2 separate regions of the Mus musculus genome follow, and region 1 is linked to region 2. Evidence: chromatin contacts called from public Hi-C data. All regions are on one chromosome and are shown on one strand. Each heading gives the region's core, a stretch centred on a gene start, on an enhancer-like site or on the middle of the called end of the contact. The rest is flanking DNA. Distances are from core to core; before and after follow the strand shown. Region 1 overlaps Plxna4 (plexin A4). Region 2 overlaps Gm13846 (a long non-coding RNA gene).

The links. A called contact is a pair of places that touch in the nucleus more often than the background predicts.
Region 1: a Hi-C map of cortical neurons shows a contact between it and region 2. The contact joins two enhancer-like sites. A contact is called at or near these places in 2 of 484 Hi-C or Micro-C datasets (cerebral cortex and cortical neurons) and 1 of 115 datasets of contacts at active chromatin or transcription factors (astrocytes).

Annotation. Positions count from the first base shown.
Region 1 is chr6:32,434,594-32,441,036 of GRCm38.p6, reverse strand. All of the region lies in intron 3 of Plxna4 (plexin A4), which reads left to right. Among named protein-coding and RNA genes, the nearest start is that of Plxna4os1, 73 kb to the left of the region's middle. Within about 2 kb of position 3,771, at least 12 of the 459 cell types and tissues checked have an H3K27ac peak or open chromatin away from gene starts, as enhancers often do. A contact at or near this core is called in cortical neurons, where this site is marked.
Region 2 is chr6:31,655,475-31,661,549 of GRCm38.p6, reverse strand. All of the region lies in intron 1 of Gm13846 (a long non-coding RNA gene), which reads right to left. Among named protein-coding and RNA genes, the nearest start is that of Gm13846, 7.5 kb to the right of the region's middle. Within about 2 kb of position 1,504, at least 22 of the 459 cell types and tissues checked have an H3K27ac peak or open chromatin away from gene starts, as enhancers often do. A contact at or near this core is called in cortical neurons, where this site is marked.

The sequences.
Region 1 (6,443 bases), core at 2,522-5,021, 780 kb before region 2:
GAGCAGTGTGGAGAGTGGAGACGCTATGGGTTTGACTACAGCTCCTTCCTCCCAAGCAGAAATGACAGTCTAAGGCAGCGTTGATTAAGAAACTGGCACACTATTATATTTCATTGATCTGAAGTATTTCCTGTGGTTTATATTTAGAGCTCTTGTTCTGCAACTGGTTAGTGCTGCTGTAGGAGCCTATAGAGCTTTCAGCCGATGGGGCCTGCTTGACGGAAGTATGCCATGAGGGTTGGACCTTCAGAGAGTATAGTCTAACCTTCATTCCAGTCATATTCCCTGCTCCCTGACCCTCTATGATGTGAGTTGCCCACTGTCGCATGCTCCCACCACCATGGTGAGTCACCCTGCCATGCCTTTTCCACTGAGTTGGGTGACCATTCTCTGTAACTCTAAGTCAAAATAAACCTTGACATCCAGCCTCAAGTTGTTTCTGTCAAGTGGTTTGATCACCCCGATGCAAAAGTGATCAGTACGCCCAGCCTCCCTTTCTGTAGTGAACAAAAACCTTCAGCCATGCCTCTGAACCCAGGTCCTCCATCTGTGTGTGAGAGAGTCCAGGGAACTCACTGCAGTCTGTGTTGAACACATGTTATTTCATATACCCTCATTAGCTCTTGGTTATGTTGTCACGTGGTTGACCAGTGAATGGCAAGGCCAAGCCCAGCACTCATCTTGCTGCATTCAAAGCTCGTGCCCTTTGTGCTACGATACTGAACTCTCTACCCTGCAGGTCAGAGGCCTAACAAGTATTTGATCGTTGAATGTTGAGACTGAGGCTTTTTAAAACAAGTATTAGAATCTAGATTCTCCTGTGGTCAGAAGTGTTCAAGTTTCTGTGCAACATCCCTGTGTTGGAAGGAAAAGGCATTTGCCTACAGAGTCAGGCAATTTTCTTCTCTTACCTTTGCAAAGTGAGGGCTGTGAGTGTTTTTCTGATCTCTGGTCACCAACCACTAATGAGGAGGGACTGAGAAGGTGCGTGTGTATTGGCTCTTCCACCCAAGACTGGGAAGTGAGAAACAAACAGGGTGGGAGGGATTATGTTCTGTCTTTCCATCCCTGCTGCAGAAAACCTGCTCTGGCCCCAAAGGTCCCCCAACTAATTGATAGAAACTGATCCTGGTCATATACTAATATGTAGATATATCACATTCACTCAGACAGTCTCTTCTCTAGGCATGGAAAGCCATTCTGATGTAGAGCAAACAGTGACAGCCGATGTCTCCAGTTCCTTTGCTCTATGCTTGGTGTTGTGGCCAGCACTTCCCATGTGTAACCTGATCTAAAGGCTGTGATGATCCCATGTAGCTATGACTCTATTTCTTTTTAACCTTCATTTTGCAGACAGGAGCACTGGGAGACAATCAACCATTGAGAGCTGTTGCTGCTGTTGGATTTGAGCCCAGTTTAGCTAATCCCAGGCTTGACTCATAAATACTAATCACTTTGCAAGTCCCACCGAATTCTAGGAGTCCAGGACCACTTCTTGTTCCTTCTCATTGTAGCCCCAGCCTGCTGTGTCTGTCCTCATCTAGAGTTCTTTAAATGGACTTCTTGCTTTCTACAGACCATAGGTTCCCAGTCATTATATATATATTTTTTTCTAATCTTATGGCCACCTAACCGCTCTGGAGAGAAGGTTCCAACTCCTTACCTTCAATGGGTTAAACATTCTTTGTCTGATATTCTTGACCCCAGTGAACTGAAGGCAGCTTGACCATAGACGGTTAGTAGTTGATTTCTTAATGTCCAAGCTGCACTTGAGACTTAGTGCAGAGTTCTGAGTGTTTAGATTCCCTCATGCCCAGGACCCTGGTTACTTACACCCTTCTCTCCTTTCTTCCTGCACTCCTCCTGTACATGCCTGAATCTCATAGGTTTAGCTCAGTTGTTCCCACAGTTGGGGTGCCTTTCCTCAGCTTAACACCAATTCTCTATCCTTTCAACTGACATCAGATCTAGTCTTCATTAGACGGCCAACCATGTCCATCTTGAACGTCCACTCATTAGCTCTCTCATTCATCTGACCTTGACTGAGTCTCTCCCATGTGCCCTTATCCTCAAGGTACTAACACCATGGGTACCTGGATGCTTTTAGCCGGTGTCTGATACCTTGATATGAATTTTTACTCGGAATAATGCCGTCTGTAGTGGGTCTTTTACTCATTCTTTGTTTTCAATAAAAGAAGGTGCTTCAATACGACCCATTTGTAAGAGGAGAGGCAGTAGAAGCAAGAGAAAGGTTGATTGTGCTACATTGGAAGACAGACCTTCTACCTTGAGAGAGCTGTGCTAAGACAGGGTCCTTCTTCCATTTAATTCTGGGGGACCATTACTTGGCCATCTGGAACCCCCTTCCTCTTCTGCCCTGTCTGCTGCTGGGAATTGAGTGTTTACTGATAGCAATGACAGATCTAAAAAAAAAAATGCTACAGAATGGCTTATAACAACCTGACTGAATAAACCAATATGACTTAGCAAAGACTATCAAGACTCTTCTAAAAGAGTGCCAACAACTTACTTGTACACAGCCCATGATTGAAGAGTGAGTTGTGTCTACATTTCTGAAGGGTAAAAGAAAGAAAGAAAACTGGAGGGAGGGAGGGAGGGAGGGAGGAAACATTATGGCATATGAAGTATCTTAGTGTCCACAAAGAAGTTTCCTTGAAACACAGCTGCACATTCATTTATAGACCAAGGCTGGCCTCAAACTCCATATATATCCAAGGTTGACCTTGAATTTCTAATCCTGCTGTCTCTATCTCCCAGGGCTGGTTACAGGTGTGTACCACCATGCAATTTTGTGTGGCACTAGGGCTCAGACTTTGTGCATGCAAGGCAAGCAACTGAGCAACACCACTGCACCTACACAGCCTACTTTCACAATATGTCTCTTTGTTCCCATCAAGAGGCAAGGACCTCCCTCCTTTTGCAGTGGGTATCTACTATCTGGGGCACATGTTTAAGAGCTTGTGAGTGGACAAGGCATTGTGTAGACTTTGGAGCCTTGTGTTGTCTGTGATCTGGGCAAGATTATTGTTTTTCCTTATCTTTGTTCGTATCATGGAAATGAGAAGTTTGGACTGTAGGATCTCTGGTCCTGTCTTCTTAAAGGTACATGCGGCTGTCTGCTCTAGAAGACTGCTCTATAGATTGTGTAGTGTGATGATTGGAGTCATTCTTTGAGCCTGGACAACACTGGCCAACTGTCTGACCAACAGGTAGACACGGGTACTTGTCCTCTTCCTCCCTCTACCCTCCCAGCCTTCTCAACTCTAATGCTGTAAGGATGTAAGGACCAACCTTTTCCCCACACCCATAGATGTATCCCTCCCATACACCATTCCCTGTTTGGACTCAGCACAGCCTTTATTTTTTCTTTTTCTTTTCTTTCTTTCTTTTCTTTTCTTTTTTTTTTAATTTTGAAGTGCCTGAGATCTAGGCGGACTGTAATTATGTAATTCTTCCTTGTTATTTTTTCTAATTGTTCTCAGAGCTGTTTCCTAAACTGATTGGAAACAATTGCAGACAGGGAATGAAGTGGGAGGTGGGCGAGGACCTGGCTGCTGGCCAGAGCCAGGGTGTCTGGGGGAGGAGGCAGGATCTTGTAGTGGAGATACTGGGGTGAACATGAGGGGACTCTTGGTACCCAGGCCGCATGAGCAGCTGAGTGGTGGTGGAGAATGCACCCATGGGGGTGCTGCCTCAATCGTTTAGAGCGTGTCTCCCTCCTGTTCCCTGGTTCCAGAGACCTGGCTGTTTTCCCTTTCCCTGCTGCCTTAGTGACGTGGATAAGCCTCCCAAAGGATTCTGCCAGGGGCCAAGAGGGAACAAGGCCTTTTCCTCCTGGCATTGAATTGTTTATGCTTTCTTGATAGGATAAAAATGTGCAACTCTTGAGCCATCTATAACCCCCAGAAAGCCAGGGAGGGTGAACTTGTGGAAAGATCTTGGGGACTTGCTAACTGGAGCCCAAGCGGTATGATACAGGGTCCCTGGAGGATAACCTGGGGTGCACAAGAAAGCTGCCGACTTTGTTTCTGAGCCCCAGGAAAGTGATCCAAATTAGTGTTCACTGGCACACCCTTACTATAAGGACAGCAATCTCAGAACCAGCAATCTCAATCTCCAGGTTCCTCAGGATACTCAAACAGTCCTGGGGCCAGCCTTCAAAACAAGGTGTGTCTGACTCAAAGTTCTTTAGCTGAGACTTGCCAGGCCAGCAGCTTCACCATTTAAGAGAAGAAGGTTGTCCAGACTTGTTGACTTTGGGGGGTGGAGGGTGGCATATTTTTGACGGGGTGATAAGGACTTGTTATTTCTGAGTGTGATAGGACAGCAATAGCTGTCCATTTGGTGTAGCTAGTACTCCTTACAGGCCTCTATCCTGTGGAGTTAGAGGGGGATACGAGGGATAGCAGCACTGGGGAGCCAAAGGTGCCCTCTGCCTGGAACATGCACTCTGTCGTGGCTTCTTTGGAAGCCTGGGATCCTCTCAACCTTTTGCTCAGCGCTGCTGCCTGGAGAATTCACTACTCTGTTTCTTTCAGTGCTTTGAGGCTGGGATGAGGTGGGCAGATACCCCTGAGGTCTTTTGGTTTGCAGAATCTCTTCTGTCTGACCTGAGAGAATGTACAATATTGCAGTATCTCCCACAATCACTCAGGAGGATCCTTAACCTTCTACCACCTAGAAAGCTTGTGAATGCCCTCAGAGGACATCTCTAGATGGGTTGGGAGCAGAGCCTCTCCTATGACCATTTCTTGTTTTATCTGCTGTGTTTGGTCTCCAGTGAATCCATAGAAGTCAGTCCATTCCTGGTTGTATGGCCTAAATTGTAAGCTGAGGGACCTTGTCTCAGGGCCAGCATTTCTGAACTTATTTTTCATTATTACTATCTTTCCCTTAGAGGAAAATTAAATTCAAATTCTTCCTAATGAGAAGACAAGCACATTTGCTGGAGAGGGAGAGCTTTGGAAAGCTTTATAAACCATTATGAAGGTTAAAATGCTGTTGTGCCTCACATTTTTCGACTTTGGGTGGGGTCTTCTACTGCCACCATTGGAGATACATACTCTGGGCTTTCCCAGAATTGATGTGATTTCTTTTTTTTATTAGATATTTCTTTATTTACATTTCAAATGTTATTTCCTTTCCTAGTTTCCCCTCCAAAAGCCCCCATCCCTTCCCCCTCCCCCTGCTCACCAACCCACCCACTCCTACTTCCTGGCCCTGGCATTCCCCTATACTGGGGCATATATCCTTCACAGGACAAAGGGCCTCTCCTCACATTGATGACTGACTAGGCCATCCTCTGCTACATATGCAGCTAGAGCCATGAGCTGATGTGATTTCTTTATAGTCTCATTTAACATGTAGAAAGAAGACTCTTAGTGAACCAGGAAGATGATTTCAGCAACCCAGCCTAAGGAATGTGTGGCAGGGGCCCCTACTCCCTCTGCCATGACAACCCTTCTGGAGTACCACTGTGAACTATGGAAGGGCTGATGAACAACAGTGGTGAGATCTTCAGGGTGACAGGGGCATCTGCAGTTCTCCAGGCATCTCTTTGACATGCCTCCATATGTGCTATGACCTCCCTGTAGGGAAACCTGCTTGGTCCTTTCCCCCAGAAGAAAATAAAGCTGGGGGAGGGGGAATCTCAGCAGTGGGAAGGTCAAGACCAAGAGGAACCAAAGCTGTGAGATGCTGCCTGCCTTCCAAATGAGGGAGCCTGGAGCCTCATGCCTGCACTTTATAAAGTGTTTCTTCAGTGTCAGGGCAGGGAGCATGGGCAGGAAGCCTGAGGGCCGCAGAAGCCCCGTCTGTCTCCAGTTAGAAATGGGTTGAGTGAGTCCCCAGGTTCAGACTCAGACCCCCATTGCACTGAGGTAAAGTTTAATGAAGCCCACAAATGAGAACCAGGCTTCTGGAAGTTGGCTGGGGCTCTGTTCTGGGCCCTCAAATTCTTTCTTCTTTGCACTCCAAGCCCCCTGCTCTCTGCCCTCTTCTTCATGCTATTGTTTGGCCATGAGTCTGCTCACCTGCCTTGCTCTTACTCACGTGGTCAGCTTAAAGTCAGGTCCTCTGATCAGGGCAGAATTGAGGGTGGTGGTGGAAGGAGGCAGGCAGACAGGGTAAGGTGGTGGAAGAGGAAGAGGAGGAGGAGGAGGAAGAGGAGGAGGAGGCAGAGGAGCAGGAGCAGGAGCAGGAGCAGGAGCAGGAGGAGGAGCAGGAGCAGGAGGAGGAGCAGGAGGAGGAGGAGCAGGAGGAGCAGCAGGAGCAGGAGCAGGAGCAGGAGCAGGAGCAGGAGCAGGAGCAGGAGCAGGAGCAGGAGCAGGAGCAGGAGCAGGAGCAGGAGCAGGAGCAGGAGCAGGAGCAGGAGCAGGAGCAGGAGCAGGAGCAGGAGCAGGAGCAGGAGCAGGAGCAGGAGG
Region 2 (6,075 bases), core at 255-2,754:
AGAGAATGTTGGTGCGCTGACATCATCCCTGATGATGGACCTTAGTTAAGAGCTGGTCTTTAATATTCATATCAAGGATGATGAACCCTAGGGTCAACGTGTTGTGCAGCTGCCCTGGCTTCAGTCTGATTCTGAGACTGTCCTGCCTACAACTGAACAAAGGCAGGCCCCTCAGCCAGGCCCATGAGCAGTGGTGATCCGTCTCCAGGGTCCTCAGAGCAGAAGGTGTGGCCCTGACACCTCCAGTGATGCTCTCACGGGCCAGTGTCCTCTCAGATAAAATTGGAGTTAACCCCCCATTTTGAACAATGAATCAGAGAAGTGGAGAACTGACATGATCCAAATGAGATCTTTCCTGTGTCAGCCGGGTGGGGTGGAGGGGTGGGTACCTTATAGTGTCACCCCACCAGGGCAAGCACGCCCACAAGTTATGCTCTGTTCCATGTGGCTTTAGATGCTGGGAAACGTTTGCCTACTCTTTCTCGGTGAGAATGATTATAGGCAGGCCTAATTCTTCAGTCTAACGCTCTCCCCATGCAGACCTAATTCTGATCTGCAACCACTGTCCTTTAGGTCTCATATGTGGGGCTTTCTCGCCCTCTGGTGGAGAGACTTTAGCACTGCAACTATGTCCCTGCTTAACCCTAACGGAGATACCGACCTAGTTCTTTCAGTCTCTGAGGCTTTTCCCACAGGATCCCACCTTCAGGGCTAGGAGATGGTGGCAGGGGGACCTGCTCTGCCCATTTCGTCCCTGCTCCCCTCACTTTCTGCAGACCAGGCCACCGCTTTTCTGACACTACCATTTACAGACTGCCAGACTTAGTATCCAGCTACTACATGTGACTAGTCCTCTGCCTCACACACTAACAGACCCTCCGCCTGCGCCATGACCCTTCTCAAGCCTCCCTAAGCCAATCTCCCTACTGGGGTGATCTCTTTCCTTCCTTTCTGGGCCTGACTCAGCCAGCTTCGATCTGCAGAGCACTTCTCCTCTAACTGGGTATGGTAAGCAGTCATTCCATTAGGGAAGACATGACACCAGAGGAAGCTGTTTGCTGAACCCGAATCATTGGGTGACCATGGCCTAGGGGATCTAGCAAGAGGCTTCTTTGGGGAGTGGCAAGACTTATGGGCCAACCGTGAGCTGGTTTTCCCAGAAGAGGGGAGGGAAGGCTGTCTGTGGCTACTGTCTTTACCTACTTTATTTCTCACCTTCACCCCAACCTTAAGGATAAACCAGGATCCTTTTGCCAGGTGACACTGTCTCAATGAAACAATGTAGCCAGTCTTGGTTCTAACAGCCAAAGGACTACTGTGGACTCCTCTCCCCCACCCCCATCCCCACCCCCAGGACCTTCTACCATACTATATTCTGTCCCTTTTCTCACAAAGCATGGAGCAAGAGAGCAGAGGAGGTGGCGGGAGGCACCACTGGCGTGAAGAAAGAGTGTATGCAGATGGACTGAGATGCAGCCATGGAGGGGCGTGGCTAACCCTCTCAGAGGACAATCCTGGGGTAATTGACCACATGACAGACAGTAGCCCTTCTGACCTTCTAAGGTAATTGGAACCCTTGACTTTTTTCTTAGTTTTTATCACCCTAATAAAAACCTACATCTCCCGTTGGTATGGATTGAAGCCATCCCCTTCACATATTGAGGTATTTGGGGATACGGTGAAAGCTCAGTCAGTAAAGTGCTTGTCAGGTACTCATGAGGACCTTAATTGCACACCGGGCATACCATGTAAAAAGCTGGGCACGGCAGCCGTGGGTCTGTAATCTCAGCACCAGGGAGGCAAAGCCAAGAGGATCTCAGGGACTCACTGGTCAGTCTAGCTCCAAATTCAGCAAGGAACACGGTCTCAAAAAATTAAGGTGGAGAGGCTGAAGAGGTGACTCGGTGGTTAAGAGCCCTGGCTGCTCTTGTAGAAGACCCACGTTTGAGTCTCAGCACCCACCCAGCAGCTCACAAGCATCTATAAGTCCAGATTCTGAGGATTCGCTGCTAACTTCTGACCTCTGAGGACACCATATGTGGTATCCATACATATATGTGCAGGTAAAACATTTTGTACATAGGCTAAAAATAAATACAAAAAAAAAGTAATTGCATCACCAAGACCATTTATGCCTGCCTCCAGCCTTTCTTTACCCAAACCTCATCAGCAACCCTGCACTAACCACCCTTATGAGCTGAACTCCTAGCGTCTATTAGGGATTGGGTGAGGCAGTCTCTCTCTCTCTCTCTCTCTCTCTCTCTCTCTCTCTCTCTCTCTCTCTCACACACACACACACACACACACACACACACACACACACACACACACAAAACCCACCCCAATTCCCTGGAAAAGGGATAGGTCTCTGTCCTCTGCACGGTGCCTGGCACAATAATGGGTACCCCACAAATGTCAGTATGCAGGATACCCCTTCATTTCTCTTTCTAAAAACACCTTGTGGTCCCCCTGAGTCACAGCTCTAGGGTGAAACAAAGCCAGCCTAGGGCGAGGAGCCTCCCGGGAGTGACTGCCACTCTCTGTGGGCACACGCCCATTCAGAGCTCCAATTATCAGGAGGTAACAGGTTTCTGCAATCTTACTCCCCATTTGGCCAGGGAAAAAAACAAACCATGAAGCAAGCGAGCTCTCTCAAGGATGCTTAGCTGGAAATGTTCTGCACCTCAGAATTTAAGGCTCCATTTCAGAAATGATTCAGCCTTAGATGAAAGAAGACAAATGCCCCTATTTTTATCCAGAGAAAGTTATGAAACACTACTCACATCAAATCTCCATATACCTTTTCCTCCTAATGCAGCAAAATGATACCCTTATCATCGTTCAATCAGAGGCTTGCTAAGTCGGCGCGGGGAGACGAGACTGCGACAACAATCATCGATGCTTCCGGCAGCCCCTCGCGCCCGATCCGATGCACAGCACCGCCATTATCAACACATGAAAGGCTTCCTCAATTTCACTCTTGATCATCATCAGCCACAACAGATATTTATTGACTGGCTGTTGTGTGCAGGAAATGTGGCCAGGTGCTGAGGAAGAAAAACTGGGCGAGAAAATTCTCCAAGGATTTTTGAAAAGGGGAAGAGAGGTACCAATAAGCAAGCGATCTGCCTCCAAAGTGTCCTGGGTGTAGAAAGAAGACAAACGCAGTAGCTTTGATAAAGGAGGATGGTCCGGACTGACAACGTATACTTTCAGGTTGCTCCTCATGTGATTTTTGCCAAATGCAAGAAAATGATACCAGCCTAGTTTCTCAACTAAATGCTGAGTGGCTGTGGGGAGGAAACCCTGCCCAGAATATATCTGTCTCTTCAAATTTTTTCTTTGTTTTGTTTTAATAAACAGTTTCATGCAGCCTAGGTTAGCATTGAACTTGCTGTAGAGTCATTGATGAATGTATTGGTACATGCGCATGGGTGTGGAGGCCAGAAGTTAGTCTTGAATGGTATTCCTCGGGTACCATTCATCTTGGTTTGGAAAGGTTTATTTAAAACAAACAAACAAACAAACAAAACAGGATCTTAGGACTCCCATTGCTGTGATAAAACACCATGACCAAAAGCAACTTGGGAAGGAAAGGATTTATTTCATCGTGTACTTCCAGGTAACAGTCCATCACTGAAGGAAGTCAGGACAGGAATTCAAACAGGGTAGGGAAATGGAGGCAGGAACTGAAGCAGAGGCCATGGAGGTGTGCTGCTTACTGGCTTGCTCCTCCTGACTTGCTCACTTGATTTTCTTCTATATCCCAGGATTCCCCCCAGCCCAGGACCCCCACACACAATGGGCTGGGCCCTCCCATGTCAATCATCAATCAAGAAAACGCCCTTCACAGACTTACCTACAGAAAACTCCTTTGGTGGTGCTTTCTCCATTAAAATTCCTTCTTCCCAGATAACCCTTCCTTATGTCAAATTGACGCAAAAATTAAGAAGGGGCATGGGAGTGCATCCCTTTAATCCCAGCACTTGGGAGACAAAGGCAGATGGATCTCTGTGAGTTCAAAGCTCTGTAGCTCTAAACAAACAAGCAAACAACCCACCCGCCCACCCCACCCCCAAAATACCAAACTAGTCAGCAGTCTCTTGTGTGGTTAGGTCAGTGAGCCCTAGGAATCAGAAATCAGCTTAACTCTTCCTCTTCCACAATAGGACTTCAAGGGCACACTATCACACCCTGATTTTAGATGTAGGTTCTCAGGGTGGAAAGCAGGTCTTGCATGCAGGATGCACAGTTTACCAACTGAGCTATTGCAAACCTAGCCAAGGATGGACCTCCACTTCTGGGTGCTGAAGTTACAGATGGATACCACCATGTGCCTCCCAGCATATCATGAGTCTGGCCTGGCGCTGCTGTGGTGATTGACACTCACCTGAGGTGGGTCATGTGCTGAGAGCTTGGTCACCAGCCTGTGACTTTATTAGGAGGTAAAGGGACCTGGGGCCTTGTAGGAAGAAGTTTGGTTGTGGGTTCCTACTCTTGAAAGACATATTGGAACTTGAGCTTCTAGTGAGCCTGCACCCCCTCTTCTCCTTAGCCATGAAGTAACCATCTTTACTGCATCACTTGCTCCCCAACGTGATGTTTTTATTCACCACAGCTCAAAATAATGGAGCCAGCCAGGTAAGGGCTGAAGCCTGTAGAAGTGTGAGCCTTGTGAACCTTTTTTTTTCTCAAAAGTGAATAGCCTTGGGTACTTCCTCACTACAACTAAAAGTCAACTAGAAGTTGACCTACACACCTGTCAATACAAATGGGCAAAAATTTCCAACAGTCTTGGTATCCATTTGGTCCTGAAATCATAGTGACTGGTGTGTGTGTTTGGGGGGGGAGTGTTCACTCGTTTATTCATTTGTTTGTTTTCTCAGAGAGAGTTTCAACTGTGCAGCTCTGGCTAGCCTGGAACTCCCTATGTAGACCAGGCTGGCTTCAAACTCACATTGATCTGCCTGCATCTGTCTCCCACGTGCTGGGAGAAGAGGCGTGTGCCACCATGGCCAGCTTTAGCCTGCGCTTTAAAGTCAAGCTCTGAAAAGCGTTCCTTAGGGCTGTCACACAAAGAGGGAAACCAAAAACAACAGTGTCAGAAAGAAGAAAAATAACTCTAAGCACAAAAGTCTCTGCGTGCCTTTTTAAAAAGATGTTCACTGTGTATACACATGAGTTTCTGTGTGGGGGTTAACGCAGGTGAAGCCCAGCAGAGGTGTCATATCCTCCAGAGCTGGATTGCAGATGGTTGTGAGCTACTTAACATGGGTACTGGGAACCGAACTCAGGTCCTCTGTTAGAGCAGCACACACTCTTAACCTCTGGGCCAGCTCTCCAGCCCTCGGCATGCCATTTTTAATGTGTTTTTACAAAATGATAGAAACACTGTCGCCACCCTAGAGATGCTCACTGAGTCACAGGGGTGATTCAAGACTCTCGTAACCGCCTTTCCTCATGAAAATCATTTAAGCATCCGCACTAGCAAGATATTAACTCTTGCACGATCTTACTCATTTGTGCAAGAAGGGTTTACATTTGTTTTGGGGGGTTTTGGTTTGGTTTGGTTTGGTTTGGTTTGGTTTGGTTTCAAGACAGGGTTCACTCTGTAGACCAGGCTGGCCTCAAATTCACAGAGATCCTACTGCCTCTGCCTCCTAAGTGCTAGGATTAAAGGTGTGAGTCATCACCATTTCTAAGCCCTGCTGGAGAATTAGAAGATTGGCCCCAGGAAGGAACATCACCTACCCTATAACATGTTACAGAGGGACAGATGGCCTAAGCATGACCCCAAGTCCCTACCCTGGTTACTTGGAGATGAAGATGGTCATCCTCAGCTTCTCCCCTGAACCCCCAACCCAAGAGAGTTTCCACCCTTCGCTCCACCCAGCCCTCTGCAAAGAGACTGCACTGCCTGATGGGTTCCCAGTCTCTAGGGACAACTGTTTCCCTAAGAAACTCTCAGGGGCAGCTGGCATTAAAAGTCAGCCCACCCAGTACTGCACAGTGAGATTTCCTTCACTGCCATTGCATCACCCTTATGCTTTGCCCATACAGAAGTAGATCCCATGT